Regions from separate parts of the Danio rerio genome. Here region 2 is linked to region 1. A link is a contact called in public Micro-C data. All regions are on one chromosome and are shown on one strand. The core of a region is the stretch at or near the end of the contact, and the rest is flanking DNA. Distances in the headings are between cores, read along the strand shown.

The links. Hi-C and Micro-C count contacts between places; a contact is called where the count stands out from the background.
Region 2: a Micro-C map of caudal fin shows a contact between it and region 1, with 5 times the contacts expected there. The contact joins the enhancer-like site here to the promoter of ptgfrna in region 1. A contact is called at or near these places in 4 of 18 Hi-C or Micro-C datasets (caudal fin, fibroblasts, hematopoietic stem cells and 1 more) and 1 of 4 datasets of contacts at active chromatin or transcription factors (caudal fin).

The regions. Positions count from the first base shown.
Region 1 is chr9:444,923-451,487 of GRCz12tu, forward strand. ptgfrna (prostaglandin F2 receptor inhibitor a) reads left to right here and starts at 4,868. Exons shown (of 8, transcript XM_009304396.5): 1 at 4,868-5,131. The coding sequence starts at 5,086.
Region 2 is chr9:505,666-512,196 of GRCz12tu, forward strand. cd101 (CD101 molecule) reads left to right here. Exons shown (of 11, transcript XM_003199164.7): 10 at 1-123; 11 at 1,949-3,912. The coding sequence ends at 2,163. Among named protein-coding and RNA genes, the nearest start is that of sacs2, 12 kb to the right of the region's middle. Within about 2 kb of position 4,581, at least 9 of the 62 cell types and tissues checked have an H3K27ac peak or open chromatin away from gene starts, as enhancers often do. A contact at or near this core is called in caudal fin, where this site is marked.

The DNA.
Region 1 (6,565 bases), core at 3,618-6,117:
TTTAAGGGGAGGGAGGTTGTTCATAGGAAAAAAATGTACAAAGAAATTTAAATTTAAATATTTGTCTTTAAATAATAAACAATTTAAAAAATGAAGAGGGTTTTTCTTAAAACAAGCAGAATAATTTCATTCTAAAGTGAAAAGTAGATCATTTACTTCTTATATATATATAATTGACTTATGTTAAACTGATTAAAATCAGCTTGCGTGACTTATAAAATTAAGTTAGAATATAATTAACTTGGTTACAATAAGTTACAATGAACTAAAATGCATGCTGTGTGATCATGCATGATCATAGATCAATCATTTTTACAGTGTAGGAAATTAAAAATAATAATTAAAAGGCAAAGGCTGTGAGTGATAGCATGTTGTTTTTGCAGATTTGGTGTGTGGTTCTGCTCTTTGAGCGTTTGGGACAGAGGCGGACGGGCTATAGGGAGCACAGGCACATTTCCCAGTGGCCTGATGGTCAATCTGGCCTGCCACCCTAACTCCCATAGCCACCCCCCACCCCCTTTCACCTACCGATGGACCACCAAGCCCCCTTCACTTACCATTTGCAAACCCCCGATTAACCCCCCCTCCATGCTCTTTAACTACCAATGTCCCTCCCCTCCTCCCCGCTCTTCACTTACCGATTATCACTACCACCCCCTCAACCCCTCCCCCCACCCAACCCCAGTCTTCACTTTCTTGATTGCATCAGATGCTGCTTGAGTAATACTAACTTCTCCCAGGTGAAAATGCTGTGTCCCAGTACACCACTGGTTTTCGGAGATTAGGTGACATAATAAAAACATTTAGCGTAAACTATTAAGGTGACATACGATGCATTTATTCAATGAGTTCTCTGATATCTACACAGTAGAAGGTTTAGATAAGTTAAATATATAAAAAGTTCTAAGAAATGGTCGTTAATGCTCAGGAAAAACCCCAGGAGCAATTACAGCTAGAATGAAAAAGCTCAGGTTTGACCATATTTGGAAGGGTCATGAATATTAATGAGCTCTGCTTTGGGTATAACACAAATGAAAGCAAAGGCAGGATTTAATATCAACCTCAAACAGATATGTTTATTAAAATGTATTACTGTTCTTTCAGTGAATTAAACACTGAGCTGTTTACTTGTGTTTGTTGCTTCATTACAAACATGTGACAGAACAAAGGACACAATAACACGGACCTTATACCATTCATTCGCTTTCTTTTCAGCTTAGACCCATTATTAATCAGAGGTCGAACCGACAACTTATCCAGCATATGTTTGGACAGCGGATACCCTTCCAGCTGCATACCAGTACAGGGAAACTCCCATTCACATTCATTCACACACACTCATACACTACAGCCAATGTAGTTCATCAGTTCCCCTATAGAGCATGTGCTTGGACAGGAAACGGAGCACCAGAGGAAACGCATGCAAGCGCAGGGAGAACATGCAAACTCCACACAGAAACACCAACTGACCCAGCCGGGGCTTGAACCAGAGAACTTCTTGCTGTGAGGTGATTGTGTTACCCACACGCCCAGACTTTAAACCTCTGAATTAATTTATAATATGCATATTCTACATTTTGCATTCTGATGAGCTGTAAACCGATGATACACACAGCTCTGTTAGTGTTTGTCGAGCCTCTCGTGTTTTCAAAATAAAAGTCCCGCATGCATAGTAAGTTTAATACACAGTTAAACTTAGAAATAAGAAGGAAAAACAATCACAGTCATAATCTCACTAGGAAATGTCGTAGCCAATCAAACGCAGCGTGGGTGTGCATATTAATGAGCCCATGTGCGATGGACAGTCTGTGCTTTGCTCTGATTGTTTGAGATATTCATGAGAACATCATCACCATAATAATGATCACAAACAGCACAAACAGCAGTAATAATAATCCTAGAAATAATAAAACTAAAGGTGATGATAATGAAGGCATTGTGTGACTGGCCTGCTGTATACTCATATGTGCTGCACTCTTATTATTCCTGGTATGGTATATTTATTTTCGCTGTATGGCACTAGTTTTAATGAATAATTTCTGAAATGAATGTGAATATTTGACAGCATGATGAGTTTATCTGACAGCCCACTGTCACGTCACTGTTTGCATATGGTAATGAGCTGTAATATATCCACAGAGAGTCACACACGCGCACAAACACACACACACACACACACACACACACCTGTATTGTTGTGTAGGCACGTCTGCAGGGTGTGTCGTGTTTGTTCTTGAAGTACTTATACTGGGAGGAGTTGATCACAATACAGCACAGCTGGAGGAGTTTAACTGTATCTTAACGTGTGTGTGTGTGTGTGTGTGTGTGTGTGTGTGTGTGTGCATGTGTGTGTATGTGTTCATGCATGTTTGTGTAGTGTACGTGTGTGTGTTTGCATGTGAGTGTGTGTATGTGTTTATTGTATATTTGTGTGTAATGTAAGTGTGCACTTTTTATATGCGTCTATGTATGTGTGTGTGTGTTTTCTGTAATTGAGTGTATATTCATGTAAATGTGTATCTGTGTATATGTATATATTTGTGTGTGTGTGTGTTTGCGTGTTTGTGTCTTAATTTGTGTGTGTACACGGATGCATATGTGTGTGTGTGTGTGTGTGTGCATGTGCGTGTGTGTTTGTGTGTGCGTGTGTCGCAGTCGGTCTCTGCAGTGTGACTCAGTTTCCACCATATGCTCTGCTGTAACGAGTATTAATAGTCACTCATGCAGTGACTTGAACACAAATGTTGCTCAGTGTGCTTAACACAAAGGTAAACAGCGACCTTTGACCCCTATCCAACAGCCAGGTCACCACCCGACCTCTGCACACACACACACACACACACACACACGCGCTTGTTCAATCACACTGACACAAACAAACATGTTGTTTTATGCAGTGGATGCTCTCCAGCTGTAACCCAGTGCTGGGAAACACCCCCACACACACAAACACACACACGCACACACACACTCATACACTACGGCCAGTGTAGTTGATCAGTTCCCCTATAGCACATGTGTTTGGACTGTGGGGGAAACCAGAGGAAACTCACGCCAACTTGGGGAGAACATGCAAACTCCACACAGAAACACCAAGTGACCCAGCCAAGGCTAGAACCAATGAACTTCTTGCTGTGAGGACACATGCTAACCACTGAGCCACCGTGCCACCTTGGTAAAAATCTGTATATTCCACCGCACAGGAGAAGAGAGAGGGAAGGTTCTGGAAAATACCACACATACTGACACACACACACACACACACACACACTGAGGAATTGAAAAGTCAGGTGATGCAGATGAGTCACTATGAGAAAAGTACCTGCTCACTATAAACACAAGCTGCAGTACAGGAACAAAGGGAACAGAGAGTAGCCGGTGTTCAATATCACTCCAGCACTGTTACTCCAGCAGATACAGTACAGTTCCCCTAATGTCCCCATTTGGTTCTCTCTGTATGTTAGTGTGTGTCTGCATGCTTGTGTATTTGTGTACGTGTGTTAGTAAGTGTGTTTGTGCATGTCTGTATGATTGTGTATTTGTCTGTGTGTGTTTGTATGCGTGAGTCAGCATTTGTGTGTGTGTGCAGGTGGGTGGGTGTGTCTGTTTGTGTATGTCAGAGTGTGTGTCGATATATATGTATGTTTGTTTGTGTGTGTATGCACGTGTAAGTGTGTGTTTGTGTATGACAGTGCGATTGTGTATTGGTGTATGTTTGTATGCGTGTTTGTGTGTGTGTCAGTCTGTGTGTGTCTGTGTTTATGCATGTGTGTCAGTATGTATGTGTGTGTCAGTATTTGTGTATTTGTGTGTGTGCAGGTGGGTGGGTGTGCCTGAGTGTTTATGTCAGAATGTGTATGTCAGTATATTTGTATGTGTGTTTGTGTGTCATGTTTGTTTGTGCATGTGTGTTAATATGTGTATGCATGTTTGTTTATGTGTCAGTATGAATGTGTGTCATTATGTGTGTATGCATGTTTGTGTGCGCGTTTGTATATTTATATGTGTGTTTGTGTCAGTCTCAGTGTGTGTGTTTGTGTGTGTTAGCAGCTATCCTACAATGACTTCCTCTAAAGATGAAAGGACAGATAGGCTAATGAGGACGATTTTTTTGGCCATAAATGATTAATTCTGCGCCGTTCTGGGAGCATGTGCGGATAGGAATGTGTGTGCGTGTGTGTGTGTGTGTGTGTGTGTGTGTGTGTGTGTGTGTGTTCGGGTCTCTCCGGACTGCTGCAGTTATTCTGGGAGATAATTAGCGCTGGAGTTTCACTGCTGCACCGTCACGACTCTGCGCTAATCGGTACCGGAGCCGGTTCTTCACCTGCGGCGAGCAGCAGGGCCGCGTCCCGCCCTCATCCAACAGCGAACACACACTGTGTAGATATCACAGAACACACATACATAGATATTAGAACACAACTATCCTTATAGGGACTTCCTATACACGCAATAACAGACGTTTTCCTCACAGAGAGCAACAAGCTTACCCACAAGGTCAAATTTACTGGTTTTGCTATACTTATGGGGACATTTGGTTACCAGGATGTAAGAAATACAAGGCACACACACACACACTTGTATAGCTTTCCTTATGGGGACTTTCCATAGACGTAATGGTTGTTGTATTGCACAGACTGTATAGGCTATATGTTATTTCCTCTCCCATAAACTCAACCCTCACCGCAAATAATCTGAACTTTTACACCTTCATAGTAGTTAGTTCTGTCTGATTTATAAGCCCTTTTCCTCATGGAGAACAACAATTTTCCTCACAAGGTTAAATTATCTGGTTTTGCTATACTTGTGGGGACATTTGATAAGGAATACAAGCTACACACACACACACACTTCCGGACACGACTATGCCAGTCCAGTCCAGCCTTGTGAGCGAGTGTGTGTGAGTTTTTGAGGCAGCAGGCGCAGATCCTCCGCCATTCACACACACACTGAAGGACTAAACGCGGATCTCCAAACTTCATTCAGCTTTAGCACCGACGGGCTCCGGTTTCCGCGCTCAGCGGAGGATTTCACGCTCCCGCTCCCGGTCTGAAACACAAAAGCGTCCCGTGGGAAAATCACGACATGGATGAAGCACTCCTGCGAGCTGTGCTCCTGTTTATCGGGCTCGGTAAGTGTGTGTGTTTGGCTCCAGAATCACCCGCTAATGTTATTTTAAGTAAGTTTGATTCATTTAACGCGCGTCAAAGTACACTCTGTGTGTTAATTAACGTTACAGGATACGACAAACACGTTAGATTGTATTGTTATTGTAAGCTCTTGTTTCGTGTTATTGTTTTATGTTGTTTTTTGTTTTCGTGTCGTGTTTGTTTTAATTCAAACTCAAATCAATTCGAAGTCACTTCACTGCTTTCAGTTCTGCTTCAGCTCTTTGATCTACTCTAATAAACTGAGAGTTTGTCGTAACTAAAAGTTGGATCAAATATGGACGAACCCAAACATTGGGTTAAAGGAGTCATTTAATTTAGATTTTACCAAGACAACTTTGCAACAACCTTTTCTTTTTAGAATTTAGCTTGAATATTTATTGTAAACTTCCCAGAGATGATGAATTTCATAATTTTGTTGAAACGACTTTTTGTTTTAATTCCATCTGAAATCAGTCCAAATTCAATTCATTCGAGAAAATTCAGTATTTATTCTTTCAGTTCTCCTTTAGCAATTTAAAAGTTGAGAGGGCATGTCCTAAGCCAAAGTTGGGTCAAATATGGAAAGTTTCATTTAATTTTGATTAAAACTGTCAGCCCAATGTTAGGTTATAACAACAAAATTTTTTATAGAGTTTAGCAAATATATATTGCATCTGTATTGTAAACTCTTGATAGAGTTGTTTAATGTTCTGACTTTTAATAGAAATGAGCTTTAGTTTTTAATCAATTTATAAATAATCCAAATTCTTTTCACTTCAAGTTGTGAGTTTTCAGTTCGACTTTAGCAAAATATTCTACACTCTGAAAATTCAAAAGGTTGTTGTAACCTGAAGTTGGGTCAAATGTGATCAACTCAATTGGGTTAAAAACTGAACATTTTAACCAAACTTTGGTAATTACTGCCCAATTTATTTATTTATTTATTTATTTAGACTTTTCTCTGCTAGACATTGAATCTTCATTATAAACTTCTGCCAGAGCCATTTTATTTTATAATTTCATAATAAAAACGTTTTTGTTTTAATTCAAATTAAAACAAATATTTGTTTATTCTCAAGTCAATCAGAACTCAGTCAATTCAGGGAGTGCGCTTCTGTCTTAAAAGTTGAGAGATCTTATCGTAACCCAATCTTGGGTCAATTACGATTGAAACCCAACCATTCAAATACGGCTGAACCCAAGAATTGGGTCAATTATGGCTAAACCCAACCACTGGGTTAAAAATAATCATTTAATTATTATTGAAAATATTAACTCCAAATTTAAGTTAAAACAACCCAACATTTATTTCAGATTAGCTTGATATACGTTGAATCTTTATGGTAAACTTCTAGATTTCCCATTCATCTGATTGCTTAAGTTAATTGAGCGAACATGCTTTGAGTTCTTTTTTC
Region 2 (6,531 bases), core at 3,331-5,830, 60 kb after region 1:
CCGACCCCACTGATAAGGGGAAATACTACTGTCAGGTAGAAGAGTGGCTTCACACTGATAACACCTGGAAGAGACTGGCTTCAGACCGCTCTGGAGTGCTCTCTGTCCACGTTCACATTAAAGGTAATGATCTCAACTCAGAAATGTGTATTTATATTAGCATTAACTAGAGGTGTCAAAATAAATGTTTCTTCTGTGCACTGCGATGCAGAGGCGGACGATTGGGTATCGGTTTAGTATCAGATCATTACTGGTTATCACATGCTGGACGGTCTTTCACTGACACTGAAGTACAGCAGAAGCCCTGTTTCACTGCGATTGAGAAAAGGAAAATAAACTTAATTTCTCTCTCTCACTGTGGCCATTTGACCTGCTGGTGTAACTTTTCCTCTCCTCTCGGCTGTTACAGCGATACATCTAGATACAGACACGAGCATGTCTGCAGAGTGAGTTTTCTCCTCCTCGTCTATCAAGGATCAGCTGTGACCGCCGCTGCCGTTTATCAGTGTTTATCATCAGTGAACTGCGCCAGAATGTTATAGCCAAGTGCAGCCCTTTCTGTTGAGCGCTTGACCAATCATATGGGCTCATAAAGGGATATTTACATGAGTTTATTACCTATAAATACTCATGTTGTTTTGTGAATGTACTTTTTAAAGGTACAGTTCTGACTGTTTGTATTAAAAAACAAAACTGTATAACAAATAATATATAAATTTCAATATATTTATACATTTTAATACAAGAATTCTTGTGCTGAGTGATATCGAATTTAATCAATGGTATGATAATCATAACCGAACCAAACCGTGAGACCAGTGTAGCTTCACACCTCTAGGATCAACAGTATACTTCTAATATTTCTAATGTAAGTTTTAAGGAAAACCTTAATTTTGACACATTATTTTTTAAGACTTTCCTGGTGATGGGTTGCAGAAGAGCAACTGTTGTGGTGAGACTGGTGCAGTGCAATCTGAGCTGCATCCAATGCTTTTTAATGGGCTCACCTAACCCCACCCCTTACCCTACCCCTCACAGTGACGTCACTCGCTCCATTTGAGTGCATTGTGTCTGACATTGCATCGCTGAGTGATGCAATCTCAGCTTGCATCATAAAGGCTGCATGCAGATACTATTGTTGTTGTGTAAAACATATGCTGGAATAGGCGGTTTATTCGGCTGTGGTGACCTCTGAAAAATCAGGGGCTAGGAAAGCCGTAGGAAAGATTTCTTAAAACAAGACAATATTTTTGCTTGTTTAGAAAATGTTTCTTAATTTAAGAATTTTAGATATTTGCACTAGAAACAAGGCAAAGATTCAATGTAAAGAAAATAAATAAATAAAATAAAAGCATTTTTTGCAGTGCATTTACACTCTGGGCTGTATTTTAACGATCTATGTGGAAAGTCTAAAGCACATGGTGCAAAAGCACTGGATCCACTTGTATGGTCTAACAGGGTTGAGCTGATTCTCTTAATGAGTTCTGGCTGTGTTTTGAGCATAACCTGCATTAAACCAAGTCTCTCATTCCCTTTAAGAGTCAGTTGCATCGCTCCATGGTGCATTATTTACATGGCGACTCTGTAAGTGTAAAAACTGAACGCTTCACTTGCGAGAACACAGTTAAACAGAGCATCTGCAGCGCAAAGGATAAAGAACGAGCCTCCTCCATTCAGCCTCTTTACTTTACTCCTTTACTTTACTCCTTTACTTTGGTGGAGTGAGGAAACGGTGGAAACTCTCTCCACTGAACACATCCATCAGCCCTCATATTGACGCAAAACATGAAAAATACTGTTCCACTGCTCTGAATATAGCAACACATCGCGTCAAACACATGTTGCACCTCATTGCGCTGGGTGTATGATAGGACCCTATAAATGTGTTTTGTTTTTCAAATCTTTTTCTTAAATAAGTAACGATCCAACATGTGATTTGTTTTCTCAGATGATCCTGAAAAGCAGTCAGCAGACCCGTTAGGAGTAACAATGGGAATCACCGTTCCTCTGATCTGTTTTCTTGTGCTGGTCATTGTATTGTTGTTGAGACGCGAGCACAAGAGGAACTGTGAGCTGAAGAAAAAGAAGGACTGTCTGTGGGCTGAAAACAACCCTCTTTCCCCTGTGCCGGGCGACAGCTCATGTGCAGACAATCACACCTAGCCTCTCCGCCACAGCACTGTGATAGTATTTTTACTAATAGTTATCAACTTTGAATGTGTCTACAAGACTCTGACTACGTTTGCAAGAACATCAGTTATTAAACTATTGACCTTAATCTGAATAAGGCAATAATATGATTAAGGTGTTTACATGAGTTGCTTACATGTTTCTTTCATGATCCCCCAAGTTCTCCAATCTGTCCTCAGTTTCGAATTATTATTTTTTTACTTCAGCTGTGGTTCGTCAGTTTCACCTTCATTCAGCAATATGTCATTCATGCCCCGTGACAAACCGTGAGGTGCTGGATGAGAGTATGAAGGACTGATAGGAGAGAGTTTAAGTTTTATACTGCACACCAAATGGAAACTTCTGCATTTCCAAAGTTGAATTTTTAAAGTTGTGTTTCAAGAGTTCACACTCAGCTGATGATTGATTATAAAGCGTGTTTTGCATGCTGTCCTGGGAGAGAGCCCTGAGCTCATGAGATCCTCGAGCCCTGGGCTCCCTCCTGTTTGCAAGGCGAGAGTGGAGTTTGAGCTCAGGCAGATCTGGAGAACTGATGAAGTGATCGCTCTCAAGAGATGACTACTGACTAGCAGCATGTCTATGATGCTGATTTAGATTAGTCAATTAACTTAAGCTGTGTTTTTTGACGGTGATAGGAAACCGAGGAACCCTGGGGAAACCCACGTGACCAAGGGGAGAAGCATATTGTACAAATGAATATGAATTAGCCACTGAATCAGAAAGGCACACAGTGCTGTGAGACTGAGTCGGCACTGATTCATACTCTAAGCAAACATTAGTTCGCTGTAAATAGCACACAGGTGGTGTTGCAGTGTTAAATCTTTCTCTCTAAATACATTACGCATATGAGCTTGTTATTTTTTATTTGATTTATGTCTTATTTTTCTACATTGTGAAGTGTGAAATGCAACCCAGGCTCATCCTGGAAACGTAGCCCCGTGGACGTTTCTGGAGACAACAAAACAGGTAATATTTACGGGAGGTAAATATTTGTGCAGTTTTTTGTTTTCCATCATCGTTGTCATTTGCACCCGCGCTGTTTTCGCTTAAAAAGCCGCTATCGAGCGACCCAGCCACCCTCCTCCTCCTTCTTCCCTAAACCCAAGCGACGATTTACAAAAGGCGCCCAGAAAAAGCAAAGCCCTCGTCCAATTTTGACCTTGTTTTTGGATTTCACAGTATTCTCTTCTGGTTATGAACTTGTTCACTTTATTTTTTTTGGATTCTGTTTTTTGTCTTACCTGACAAGCCGCGGCCGCCTCCTTCTCCGGGTCTCCGCTCAGCCGACGTAACACGACAAGCTAACCAGACAAACTGGATGCGGCGGAAAAGCCCTCCACACGGAGGAGGTAAGCCCTCTACCGGCGAGCGTAAGAGTTATTTCCCTTGAAATACCGAAATGCAGCCATACGTAACTCCGGCCACATAAATGGCAGTCTCCAGAAACGTCTGCAGGGCTACCTTTCCAGAATGAGCTTGGGTTGGTGAAATGCATTAGTGATGGCAGACATATGAGAAGCATTTCCTCTCTTATTAAAGCATGTATTTTACTGATGAATGATAGTGTCAGTTGACTTTATTTCTCTCTGCTGTCCACAGACATGTTTGCGCTTGATTAAATGATTGTTTACAGCTGTATCATATAATAACATTCAGAATGTGATTCTGCAGTTTATAAACTCATTCAGATGCTTTATTTTCCATTAAAGTGAATGAAATTGATAGTCCATGTCTCTCTTTACGCTAGCTTCACCTATTCTGCCTCTTTTTTACATGCTGCGTCTCTGCTGTGTCTAGAGTGTGTGTGTGTGTGTTTGAGTTGATAATATCACACAGGTAGTGTTCTCCAGCTCTCTGAAACTGACCCTTTCAGGCTTTGATCCTAATTGGGGTGTTTTGGTGACTGTCGCTTTAAATGCAAATGAGATTGTGCTCTATTCAGAAGAGGGCGGAGCTACAGACGGATGTAAAACAGCAGTGTGTGTGTTGTGAGTGCTGGTCAGGTGTGTGTGTGCGCTTCAGTGTGAGTGTGTGTTGATGCTTCTGTCAGTCTATGTCGCTCCTGTCGCTGTTCATCTAAAGCTCCACATCTATAATGCTCTTAGTCTATGCTGACATCATCTTCAGCAGCTCAAACACTCTAATGGCTAATGGACAGACGGCTGCTTCTCACTCAGGCCTGCTGGACATGCTAATGAGATGGAGAGATGGGCACTAGTGGGCGGAGCTTTCCCCCTCTGATGACACGTACAAAGTGAGAATGTCAATCAAAGTGTTTCACTCATCAAGTCTATTATAAAAAATGAATACTGGATGTATTGACACACTGCTGACTGAATTTTGCATAATAGGCGCCTTTAAGGGTAACAGCACAGCAGCTGCGGTCACTGACTCATGCTGATAGTCATTTCCATGGTAGACAGGAAGATCAGACGATGAGCAGATCTGCTCAACAATCCTCATTCAGCGCTTGTGGCTTTTTTTATTGCTCAAGTGTGTTGAGCAGACCGCGCAATCAGAGGAAACGCATTTCATTGCATAAACACATTGCATGACTGTCTGACACTATTAACCACTAGTCTAGACCCTGAAGATGCAGATAGTCTAGTGTAAGTTATACAGGAAAGCTTCAATAGGGTTTATTATATATCTGCCTTTATATGTGTGCTTTGTATGTGATGACATTTTGTTGACACTTCAGTTTGTCATGAAATGTTCTGACCAATCAAATGCGCTCTAGTGGCTGACATGCCCTGCCCCCTTCTTCTCATTGGCTGTTCATTTGATCCACTTGAGCTCAAACACTCTCATTGGCAAAGCTGTGAGACTGTTTTTTTTTTTAAGGGGAGGAGCTACTCTATGCCCCACCCTCTCCATGTTTTAGTGGAGATTACGTCAAACATTTAATAAAAAAATGTGCATTTCAAAGCATTTCACGGGAACTATTCTATTTCTGATCATCAAAAAATAGCATTTAATTAAGTTTAATTACATGATAAAAACGTATAGTGTTTTGAAACTGTGCTACAGTAAAGTGTGTTGTACACTTAATTAATGAATGCTCCACCACTCTGTAATATTAACTATAATGAACTGATAAACACTGTACTATACTTTAGTTTTTACTACAGTAAACTGTGGTGTAGTGTAGTATAATATACACTAGAGTTTATCTAAACTACAGTATTGGCTCATTTGATTATATTGCTGTAGTTTTGTTACCATAGCAACTGTAGAATCACAACAACAGATTGATTGTATTTGTTTTGTTACCATAGTAACCATGGAATGACCGCAACAAATGAATTTTTATAGTTGCTGAGTTACCATAGCAACTGTACAATCGCCACAACATATTAATTGCTATAGTTGTTGTGTTACCATAGCAACTGTAGAATCACCGCAACAGATTAAATACTGTAAAATGTAGTATTGCCTTAGTAACTATGGAATGACCAAAACAGATTAATTTCTATAGTTGTTGTGTTACCATAGCAACTGTAGAATCACCACAACAGATTGTATACTACTACAGTATGGCTCCAAAACATTACAGTATTGGGTATATTACTATATTACTATGGTATATTTTTATGTTGGTTAATACTGTACAGTAATTTAAAGCTTCACCAAACAGTACAAACTTGAATACAATTTGAAGACATTTTAGATTTTTGGGAGATAATTTTAATTTAAAGAGTGCTAATTTCTGCTACTTTTTTTGGTTTATGATTTCAGTCTATTTTTTGTATTACTATATATTACTATCACACCTAAATAAAGTTGCAACATCTATATTCACTTATATGGTGGGGAAAAAAACTAAATAAAGTTGTAATAACTATATATTTACTAATATGCTGGAAAGAAACTGCAGATTATTTTCAGTCGCACAAGTTATTTTTGTAGCTTTTCTGCATTTCCCCGCTTACATTTTTGTTGAAATGCTCTCTGCTGAGTTTAGTGTGCAGAGAAGGCATTTAGAAATCGTATTTGCTTTTCACAAAAATGCTTCTGTCAGATTTTGCTTCATCTTGCATTTGTATTGTGTGTGTGGATTGATGTCGCCCTCTTGTGGTGAAAGTGGCTCCCACAGCAAGATTGTCCATTCATTCATGCAAAACCGGTGTCGATTTGTTTAAACATGTCAGATTGTCCTACCTCCCATGTAAAAAGTAGGCAACTCATTTGGATGACACAATGTATGTACCCATCAGATTTGGCTATCAGTGTATGTTAACGTGGAGTAATGTGATATGAAGCTGTAATATAGCTTTCCTACCTAATTCATAACCCCAACCACAGAACCATTCCAATAGTGTTGAAGCATCATCTGATGGG